Regions from separate parts of the Mus musculus genome. Here region 1 is linked to region 2. Evidence: chromatin contacts called from public promoter capture Hi-C data. All regions are on one chromosome and are shown on one strand. The core of a region is the stretch at or near the end of the contact, and the rest is flanking DNA. Distances in the headings are between cores, read along the strand shown.

Region 1 (4,679 bases), core at 1,063-3,562, 290 kb before region 2:
AGTTAGAAGAGACCTTAGAAAGTGAGCTCACCATTCTAAATTGCTGGGTTGATCATTTATCAATATTTCCATAATGGGGATTCATCAAGGCCTATGGTTATCCAGTTTGGTTTGACTTTTGACCTAATCATTATACAGCTCACCCGTATACTAAGAAGAAACTTGTGTATCATATCATCGAGTTTTTACTACATATATACACGTTTTCTAGATTTTTATACTCAATCTTAGCTAAAAGACCAGAGGTGGTGTGTCACAGACTTTTAAAATTAATCATTTTATTTGTTTACAATTCAAATGATATCCCCCTCCCCTGTTTCTCCTCCACAAAACCCCATCAGATTCCCCCTCTCCCTCCTCCTCTTGGCCTCCATGAGAGTGCTCCTCCATCTGCTCACCCACTCCTGCCTCACCACTCTAACATCCCCCAATATTGGGGCATCAAACCTCCACAGGACCAAGGGTCTCTCTTCCCACTGATGCCAGATAAGACCATCCTCTGCTACATATGTATCTGGAGCCATGGATCCCCCCATGTATATTCTTAGGTTGGTGGTTTAGTCCCTGGGAGCTCTGGGGGGGGGGTCTGGTTAATTGATTAGTTGATATTGTTCTTTCTATGGGGTTGCAATCCCCTTCAGCTCCTTCAGTCCTTCCCCTAGCTCATCCACTGGGGTCCCCAGGCTCAGTTTGATGGTTGGCTGTGAGTATGTGCATCTGTATTGGTCAGGTACTATTAGAACCTCTCAGGAAACAGCCACACCAGGCTCCTGTCAGCAAGTGCTTCTTGGCATCAGCAATAGTGTGGGGGTTTGGTGTCTGCAGATGGGATGAATCCCTAGGTGGAGCAGTATCTGGATGGCCTTTCCGTCAGTCTCTGCTTCATTTCTTGTCCCTGTCTTTCCTTTGGACAGGAACAATTTTGGCTTAAATATTTTGAGATGGGTGGTGGCCGCATCCTTCAGCTGGGGGCTATGTCTATCTATACAGGTTGTATCTCCCCTTTATTGGGTATTTTGGCTAAAGTCATCCCTGTTGCATCCTGGGAACCTCTAGCTTCCCTGGTGTTTGAGACTTTCTAGACAACAGAGAACAAAATAACCCTATTAAAATGGGGGACAGAGCTAAACAAAGAATTCTCAACTGAAGATTCTTGAATGGCTTAGAAGCACCTAAAGAAATGTTCAACATCCTTAGTCATCAGAGAAATGCAAATCAAAATGACCCCGAGAAACCACCTCACACCAATCAGAATGGCTAAGATCAAAACCGCAGATGATAGCAGATGCTGGCGAGGATGAGGGAAAAGAGGAACACTCCTCCACTGCTGGTGGGATTGCAAGCTGGTACAACCACTTTGGAAATCAATCTGGTGATTCCTCAGAAAATTGGACATAGTACTACCTGAAAACCCAGCTATACCACTGCTGGTATACCTAAAAGATTCTCCCCTTCAGCTCCTTCAGTCCTTTCTCTAACTCCTCTATTGGAGACCCCATGCTCAGTCCAATGGTTGTCTGTGAGCATCCACCTCTGTATTTGTCAGGCCCTGGTAGAGCCCCTCAGGAAACAACTATATCAGGCTCCTGTCAGCATTAACTTCTTGGCATCCACACTAGTGTCTGGGTTTTGTGACTGTTAAACCCCAGGTGGGATTAATCCCCAGGTGGGGCAGTCTTTGGATGGCCTTTCCTTCAGTCTCTGCTCCACACTTTGTCTCCATATTTCCTCCCATGAGTATTTTGTTCCCAGTTCTAAGAAGGACCGAAGCACCCACACTTTGGTCTTTCTTTTTCTTGAGCTTCATGTGGTCTGTGAACTGTATCTTGGGTATCCGAGCTTTTGGGTTAATAATCCGCTTATCAGTGAGTGCATACCATGTGTGTTCTTTTGTGTTTGGGTTACTTTAGGGAGAAATTTTGATTGTTGTTTGTTTGGTTGATTACTTCTTAATGTGTATGTGTGTAAGACTGGATCTCTATATAGGCTGGGTTATATTCAGACTTGTAATCTTTCTGTGTCCATCCCCCGAAGGTTAAAATTATGGGCAAGTGCTACCATGCCTGGCTTTATGGTAAACTGTTGAGGGAGGAGCAGGCTATTTTTGCTTCTACACCTCTACTGTCAAATGTCTAACACTACGTTGCCAGTTGCCATTTGAGTCAAAGAAGCAAGTGCTGTGAAGTCACTAGGGGAAAGACAGACTGAATGACTCATCATTTTCTGAAACTCGAAAGTAGTAGTAGTAGAATCAATGACTGTTAGCTTCATTGTGGCAAAGAGAACTGAGTTCAGGAGACAGTGTTGGCTGGGTGGTTTATAATGCATAGTCACGATGCACACAGGAAGGGAGAGCCCTAAGAGCAAGCTGGGATGCCTGCATGTTGAGCTGTGCCAGTTTTGAGAACACTCATTTTTTGTTCTTCCTGAAGCTAAAATGGGGGGTTATATTTCCCCCAGTATTTATAGGACTTGTAGGGGTCCACACACTTTCTTTGATGGCCACTTCCGTTGTTACTTATGGGTGTGTGTTCATATTCTTGGCACAGGTATTTCTAAAGCAGTCTCAAAAGCCATGATTTCAGTGTGCTGGAATGTCTAGCTGTGCTGGGACTGTGTGAACCAGAGCTTTGGAGACTTGCTACCAAAATTGGAATTTCCACTTCCCAGAAAGCATTTTGAATTACTTAGACCTTTATTCTCTTATACAAAATTTCTTCTTCCCATAATAAGATGCAGTTGCTAAGTACCAAAAAGTACTTCAATTAAATAAAAAGTAATTTGACTTAATAAAAATTTACATCTTTTCAATTTTTTAGCCCTTGAACGAGTCAATTTCTCTAGCCTATTCCCTGTTTGTGTGAATTGGAAGGGACTTGTGTCACTGTAACAGATTGACGGCCTGAGCTTCACACTCCACAGGTAACCTTTTAGAATACTGCAGTGTTAGCAAAATTGAGACTATTTTCCCAGATTTTAGACACACTCTTTTTTTCCCAGTCCTGGACTTCTGGGTTTGGAGAGATACTTGCACAACTGAAGACATGTTTGTGCAGTAACAGCCTTAGCTAATAAGTGCTTTGGGGAAATCCAATGCCATTTTAAAGAATTTCTGAGATTCAGCCTTTAGACCAGTGGTTTTGAACCCGTGGATCATCACCCCTGGGGCTGTTGAACAAGCCTTTCATAGAGTCGCCTAAGACCATCTGTATATCAGATATTTATGTTATGATTCATAACAGTGACAAAATTACAGTTATGAAATAGCGATGAAAATAATTTTATGGTCGGGGGGTCACCACAACATGTGGAACCATATATTAAAGCATTAAAAACAGCATTAGGAAGGTTGAGAACTTAGACCCCAAAGTCTCCTTAGACTTTGGAGAATTAATTATTCCTTTCTCTAACTGGTTAAATAAAATGTACTCATAACTATTTAAAAGGAATATATACAACTGAGGAAACAGGAAAGCTTCTTGACAGAGCTGTCATACCAACTCCAGGAACCAAGAGGAAGCAGGATCCTAGTTTTCAGAAAGAGGACTCACTAAGGGAAAGCTTGCAAGAGCCACTAGCTGACTGAAAGCTGGGCAGGACAGCCACGTGAGAGGTTTGCCTACTCCCATAGTTCTGGAAAGGAAAATAGGGAGTGAATAGCTGGTGTGAGGGAGGAAGGGGGAAGAAGGAAGGAGGAAGAAAGAAAATGGGTTTGGCTTACCTGAGTCAGTTTCCCATCTATAAGGTAGAAAGTTAGTTCTGCAAATGTCTATCCCTGAGAGAGTTTGACACACACCTAGACATGTGGTAATGAGGTGATAGGGCATAAGCCTTTTCTTTAGAACCTTATTTATAGACCAACTGAGAAAAATTACTATGTATATACATAGGTTAGCACTCAGACATCTAGTAATACAGGGTGAGGCATAATTCTTCTCTTTGTAACCTTGTGCACATCATGACTGGAAAATATTACTAAAACATACACATGCTCATAAACACACACACACACACACACACACACACACACACACACACACACACACACACACCACAATACACTCCTATACCCCCTACACACTACATGTTCACACAGACACACACACACACACAGATACACACACCACATACACACTACCTACAGACATGTGGATACACACACTACACACACATTCATACACACACACACACACACACACACACACACACACACTATACACCCACACACAACATATATATCTCCACACATATACAACAAAATGTCTCCTACTACACACTGAACATTCTACCTCTTATATCTATGTGCACAGAGCACCAATATATGCATACATACATTACATATATACCTTAGTCTCCCACCACCATTTCTCAATCTGAGCCCTAGGGAATCTTGTTTTACTTAACAAGACTGATGCTCTTCCTTCACAGAGAATTTCTCTTGGATCTGTGTGTGTGTGTGTGTGTGTGTGTGTGTGTGTGTGTGTGTGTGTGTGATTCACAACACTCTCTACATTCACACAGTTTTTGCCATCTGCTCTATTGATTCAAAATTCTGACACTATATTCTTGAGTTACTTGTATTTAGTATTTCCAATTCTGTTTTTTCTCACAATTAATAGCTATTTTCCCTTGGCTTTGGAATGGTAATATAATTTACAAGGCAATTTGCTTGTTTGCTT
Region 2 (4,706 bases), core at 1,870-4,369:
CTGCTCAACTCAACATGGGTTCTGGAAATCTAGCATTAATTCTCCGAAAGAGCAGCAAGGGCTCTTGAGCCATTTCGCTGACCCCTCCACCTTATTTATTTATTTATTTATTTATTTATAGGCATGATCTCTTAATGATCTTGGAGCTCACCAACTCAGTAGATTATCTGACCAGCTTACTCCAGAAAGCTACATGATTCTACTCTCCAGTGCTGTGGTTGTAGAAATGAATTGGCATTAATAGGGATTCGAGGGACAAGGACCCAGATCCTCGTGCCTCCTTGGCCAATACTTTTAGCAACTGTGTCATTGCCCCAGACACTCATTTAGCTTATTTGGAGCAAGTATCAGTCTCTCATTAATTAAATGTTTCATTATTTATTTTTCTATGTTTACATTTACTCCTATTAAAATTGTGTCTATTATATGAAATAATATATTATTCAATATCTTGCACATGCATGTGCACATGTGTACTTCTGGATGTAGGACAATAACTTTCTAGAGTCAGTTTTCTTATTCCATCATAGTGTGGGATCCAAGGATCAAACTTAGGTCAATACATTTGTAGTATTTTTTTTGTTTTGTTTTGTTTTGTTTTGTTTTGTTTTTAAACCCACTGAGCCAGTTGGACAGCCTTGGTTTTTTTTGGGTTTTTTTGTTTGTTTGTTTGTTTGTTTGTTTTCCTCTCTCCTCTTTCCCCTCTCCCTTTTCCTCTTTCTCTGAGCCTAGGGCTCATGCAGCTGTAGGTGACCTGGAACTGCCTATGTAGACCAGACTGACCATCAATTCCCTGAGACCTGCCTGCCTTGGTCTCTCTCTGGAGGGCTAAGATTTAAGGGTCATCCCATGACCAGAAATTTTTGGAAAAAGCGGTTTGCAGTATATATTTGTTGCAAGTTGTCACATTCTTTTTTTTTTTTACTTTACTTACAAAAATAAATGGGATAACTGTGGACTTTGAAGCCATGTGATAAATAAAATGAAATGAAGTCCTGGCATGTGACTATTTTTGTTATTTGGGTAAAAATCAAATTATCCGTTTTGTAGTGTGTCTAACTGAAGAAAAATGACATGAATGTAAAGAATGAGGATTTTTCAAAGTAGGTGCTGAGGCCTGATCATGTATTTTAGAGACTGAAAAGTAGAGAGTTCCTGAGCTTGCAGGCAGTGGTGTTATAAACATACATATAAGAATTCTGTTATTATCTTGGCCCTAGGCAACTGATGTGCTAAAGAAAAACCTTCTAGTGACATCTTTCAAGGCTTGGCTACTTGAGAAATACAGGAAATTTACTCAGAGATAATTCTTTCTACTCAGAATTGCCTCAACACAGAGGCAATGGGCTTAGACTACACACTGTCGTCAGCACATTTAAATTCCAACAGCATAAATATTTTCAAAACCCTGCAGTGCCTGGAAGTCCTTCTGTGAGATGAGTAATGGGGTTTGTGCCCATTGTGACAGAGTCACTAAAATTGGACAGGAATTCCCTGCACCAAATTTAGAGGGATCTTGGAGAGCAAAAAACAACTCGTGAAATTGTTGCTGCAAGTGGATAGAAGGAATTAGGGTAACCTAATTCCTAACCCAAGTGTTGGTGAACACAACTTACGTGTAGCCATATTTTCTGCAGTGGATTACCATATTTATCTTAACTTCGTGAATCTGTCTATTCATACCACATAAACTTGTACTTTGTGATAGAATGGAGGTGTCAGATTTGCCTTTTACTTTACTCATGAATGGAAAAGGAGCCTTTAAAAGTGTAATTGCTAGGCCTGGGTGGCATGTGCTTTTGATTCCACGGAGGTGGTGGCAGGAAAGTCAGGCGTTCAAAGTCATCTGTTGCTAGCCAGTTCAGTTTGAGTCCAGCCTTGGTTGCATGAGAGCCTGCCTCCGACACCAAAAAGGAGTAAATTATGAAACGAGAACAAAAATGCATCCCTCCTTGGTTTATGCTTCAGGTCTTGCCTCCTGTTTTCTGCTTTGAATTTCTACTCTGACTTCGCTTCCTGATGGACTGTCAGGACCTGTATGCCCAAATAAAACTTTCCCTTCACAAATTGCTTCTGGTCAGAAAAATTTATCCCAGCAATAGAAAGCAAACAGAAGAAGAAAAGATGTGCTTTTAAGAAATATTGAGGATATTAATTAGGAGATAAATGGTGGCGTTGTAGAGAGGAAGGGGCTCTGCTAACTGCCTTTGATATGGAGGAAGCCCTGAAGGCATTCTAACCAGGGTACTTAGAGTAACAGGATTTCATGAATTGTCAGGACGTCTGTTTGCCTTGAGATATGGCTTCACTATGTAGCATAAGCTGACTTTGAACTCATACATGTTTTTTTTTCTACTTCCCACATGACAGTTGTGAGCTACCACGCTTGTAATAGATACAACACTTTCTTCACATAGAAGTTATTATATGCTTCAAATTAGATTGCAGATTCTTCCTGATTTGTTGTTACTTCTACGTCGGAACTTATGGGTTCTATTCTCTGAAAGGGCTTAAACAACTCAGAGGCTTTGAGTTTGGGGAGAAAGGCTTGAACAGGTTTGCTTTTCAAGGTTGTCCAACACTGTTCAACTGTAAAATGTATATGCGTTTTGTATTTGCGGTTTGTTTAAAACTTCACCTTTTAAAGACTCTAAAAATTCTCAACATAATGCATTATCTTTTCAACTTCACTTTTAGTCTTTTGGAAAAAAGAGGAAGTAGTGACTGCTTAAGGGCAAGCAGCAGCAGCAGCAGTCTCTCTCTCTCTCTCTCTCTCTCTCTCTCTCTCTCTCTCTCTCTCTCACACACACACACACACACACACACACACACACGCACATGCACACACACACACACACACACACATGCACACACACACATAGGCACGCACATGCATACCCCCAGGACCAGTTAGGTCACATGTTTTTAAAGCATATTTTCATGCACACCCCTAGGACCAGTTAGATCACATATTTTTAAAGTATATTTTCTGACTCGAAAGGCCTGTTTCTGAAAACTAAACATGTCCATTTAGAATGTTAGTCTTCACCAGAGGAGCTCGCTTGAATTCCACCTTAACATCCACAGAGACCAGCCCACTTCTTAGCCCCTCCTACCAGCCGGAGAAGACTTTCTAGAAGTCGGAACTGTGAAGGGCTCCCGACTGAGAGCCAGAAGGCACAGAGAAGCCTGAGGATTCTCATTTAACTCTGGGAACTGTAAGCAATGCATTTACTCTCCCTGCCTGCTTCCTCTTGCACTTTCCATCGCTATCCGTGGGCAGCTTCCCAGGAGGAAGGCAGCCACGCGTGCTAAAACTTCACTTCTTTCACTCCTCTGCCTCTGGGAAAGGTTCACAACGCAGGCTTCAGTTTCCTTCTAAGTGAGGAGGGTTTGGTTTCCTGGGTCTAAGAGCAGATTGGAATAAAGGTATAGGTTGTTTCCTTCAGCGGGTGCTGGGAAATTGAGTCTTTATAGAGAAGTGAGTTGGCGCGCCTTTGTGTCCCACGTGATGCTACCCAGTGATTCCTGACTCCTGAGTTTGAGTGCTGCTTGTAAAGATGTTTAGGGGCAGTTTGGTGACTCATTTAAATTTTAATTGATAAAAAGAGTTATGTTCGCAGAACATTCCTGGGTATTTAATGGGCTGCTGTGTGATGTGACTTATAACACTGAAAAACTAACCTTGAACTAACAAGCACCGCTGCTCTCAGGCTTTGGGTAACTTGTGACAGGACAACAGGTCAAAACAGTTTTTTGGAAAATATTCTATCAAGTTGCACACTTGTGAATATCATTTTAGAACTGAGGTTCTAAAATCTAAAAGATGGAAGAGTGAAAGGGACTTGGTTTTGAAATAAATGACTTAACATCTTTACTTCTTTTACAATTTGTAATGATTTAAATAGATTCATCACTTCAGACACTTGGTTATGAAAAATGCTCCTGATGTTAGCTGTTGGTTTAAACTGCTTTCACTGAAGGCTGGTGGAGAGCAGCATTAGAGATGTGCCACTTAGAAGGGGTGGATTCGCCCGGCATGGTGGCGCACGCCTTTAATCCCAGGGAGGCAGAGGCAGGCAGATTTCTGAGTTCAAGGCCAGCCTGGTCTACAGAGTGAGTTCCAGGATAGCCAGGGCTATACAGAAAAACCCTGTCTCGAAAAACAAAAAACAAAAAACAAACAAACAAACAAACAAACGAAACAACAACATAAAAAGAAGGGGTGGATTTTAGTATTATATTTGGGATTCTAATTTGGGAAAAAGGAGTGTATTTTGTGTTGCTTCTGTTTGTTGAATACATTTGAAATTGCAGTCAAAGAGATTCACAGAGAATTTAATGAAATAGACCTATCCAGTCTGAAATTATATCACAGATATAGTGAGACCTGGCCAATGAAGCTGGTCTCTGTTTTCATTGAGCTCACGAAGAGTTAAATTTTAAATTAAGCAATAATTGTGAAATGCATAGAGAAGTTTAATGGCCTTCTCTCAAAGTTTTACAAAACTTCCTCTAAGGAAAACATATTTTATGGGAAGAGACACTTTCATTTTAACTGTATACGTTTTTAAAATAGCATTTTATATTTATTTTTAAATAGAAAAAATAAAATTATGAAACACATGTCTTAGCCTCTCATAAGGTTCATGTCAGAGAACTAAATTGGCTTGTCTTTAACCCTTGTCTTTCCTACTGTTTTTTCT

The links. Promoter capture Hi-C pulls out the DNA fragments that hold promoters and counts their contacts.
Region 1: a contact with region 2 is called in a promoter capture Hi-C map of the HPC-7 cell line. The contact joins the enhancer-like site here to the promoter of Pla2g4a in region 2. A contact is called at or near these places in 19 of 39 promoter capture datasets (the 3T3-L1 cell line, 3T3-L1-derived adipocytes, the C10 cell line and 11 more), 1 of 484 Hi-C or Micro-C datasets (uterus), 4 of 115 datasets of contacts at active chromatin or transcription factors (acute myeloid leukemia, bone marrow-derived macrophages, embryonic fibroblasts and 1 more) and 3 of 9 other capture datasets (adipose tissue, liver and macrophages).

The regions. Positions count from the first base shown.
Region 1 is chr1:150,249,529-150,254,207 of GRCm38.p6, reverse strand. No RefSeq gene overlaps it. Among named protein-coding and RNA genes, the nearest start is that of Pdc, 68 kb to the left of the region's middle. Within about 2 kb of position 2,312, at least 34 of the 459 cell types and tissues checked have an H3K27ac peak or open chromatin away from gene starts, as enhancers often do. A contact at or near this core is called in the HPC-7 cell line and embryonic fibroblasts, where this site is marked.
Region 2 is chr1:149,959,703-149,964,408 of GRCm38.p6, reverse strand. Pla2g4a (phospholipase A2, group IVA (cytosolic, calcium-dependent)) reads left to right here and starts at 3,119. Exons shown (of 18, transcript NM_008869.4): 1 at 3,119-3,218.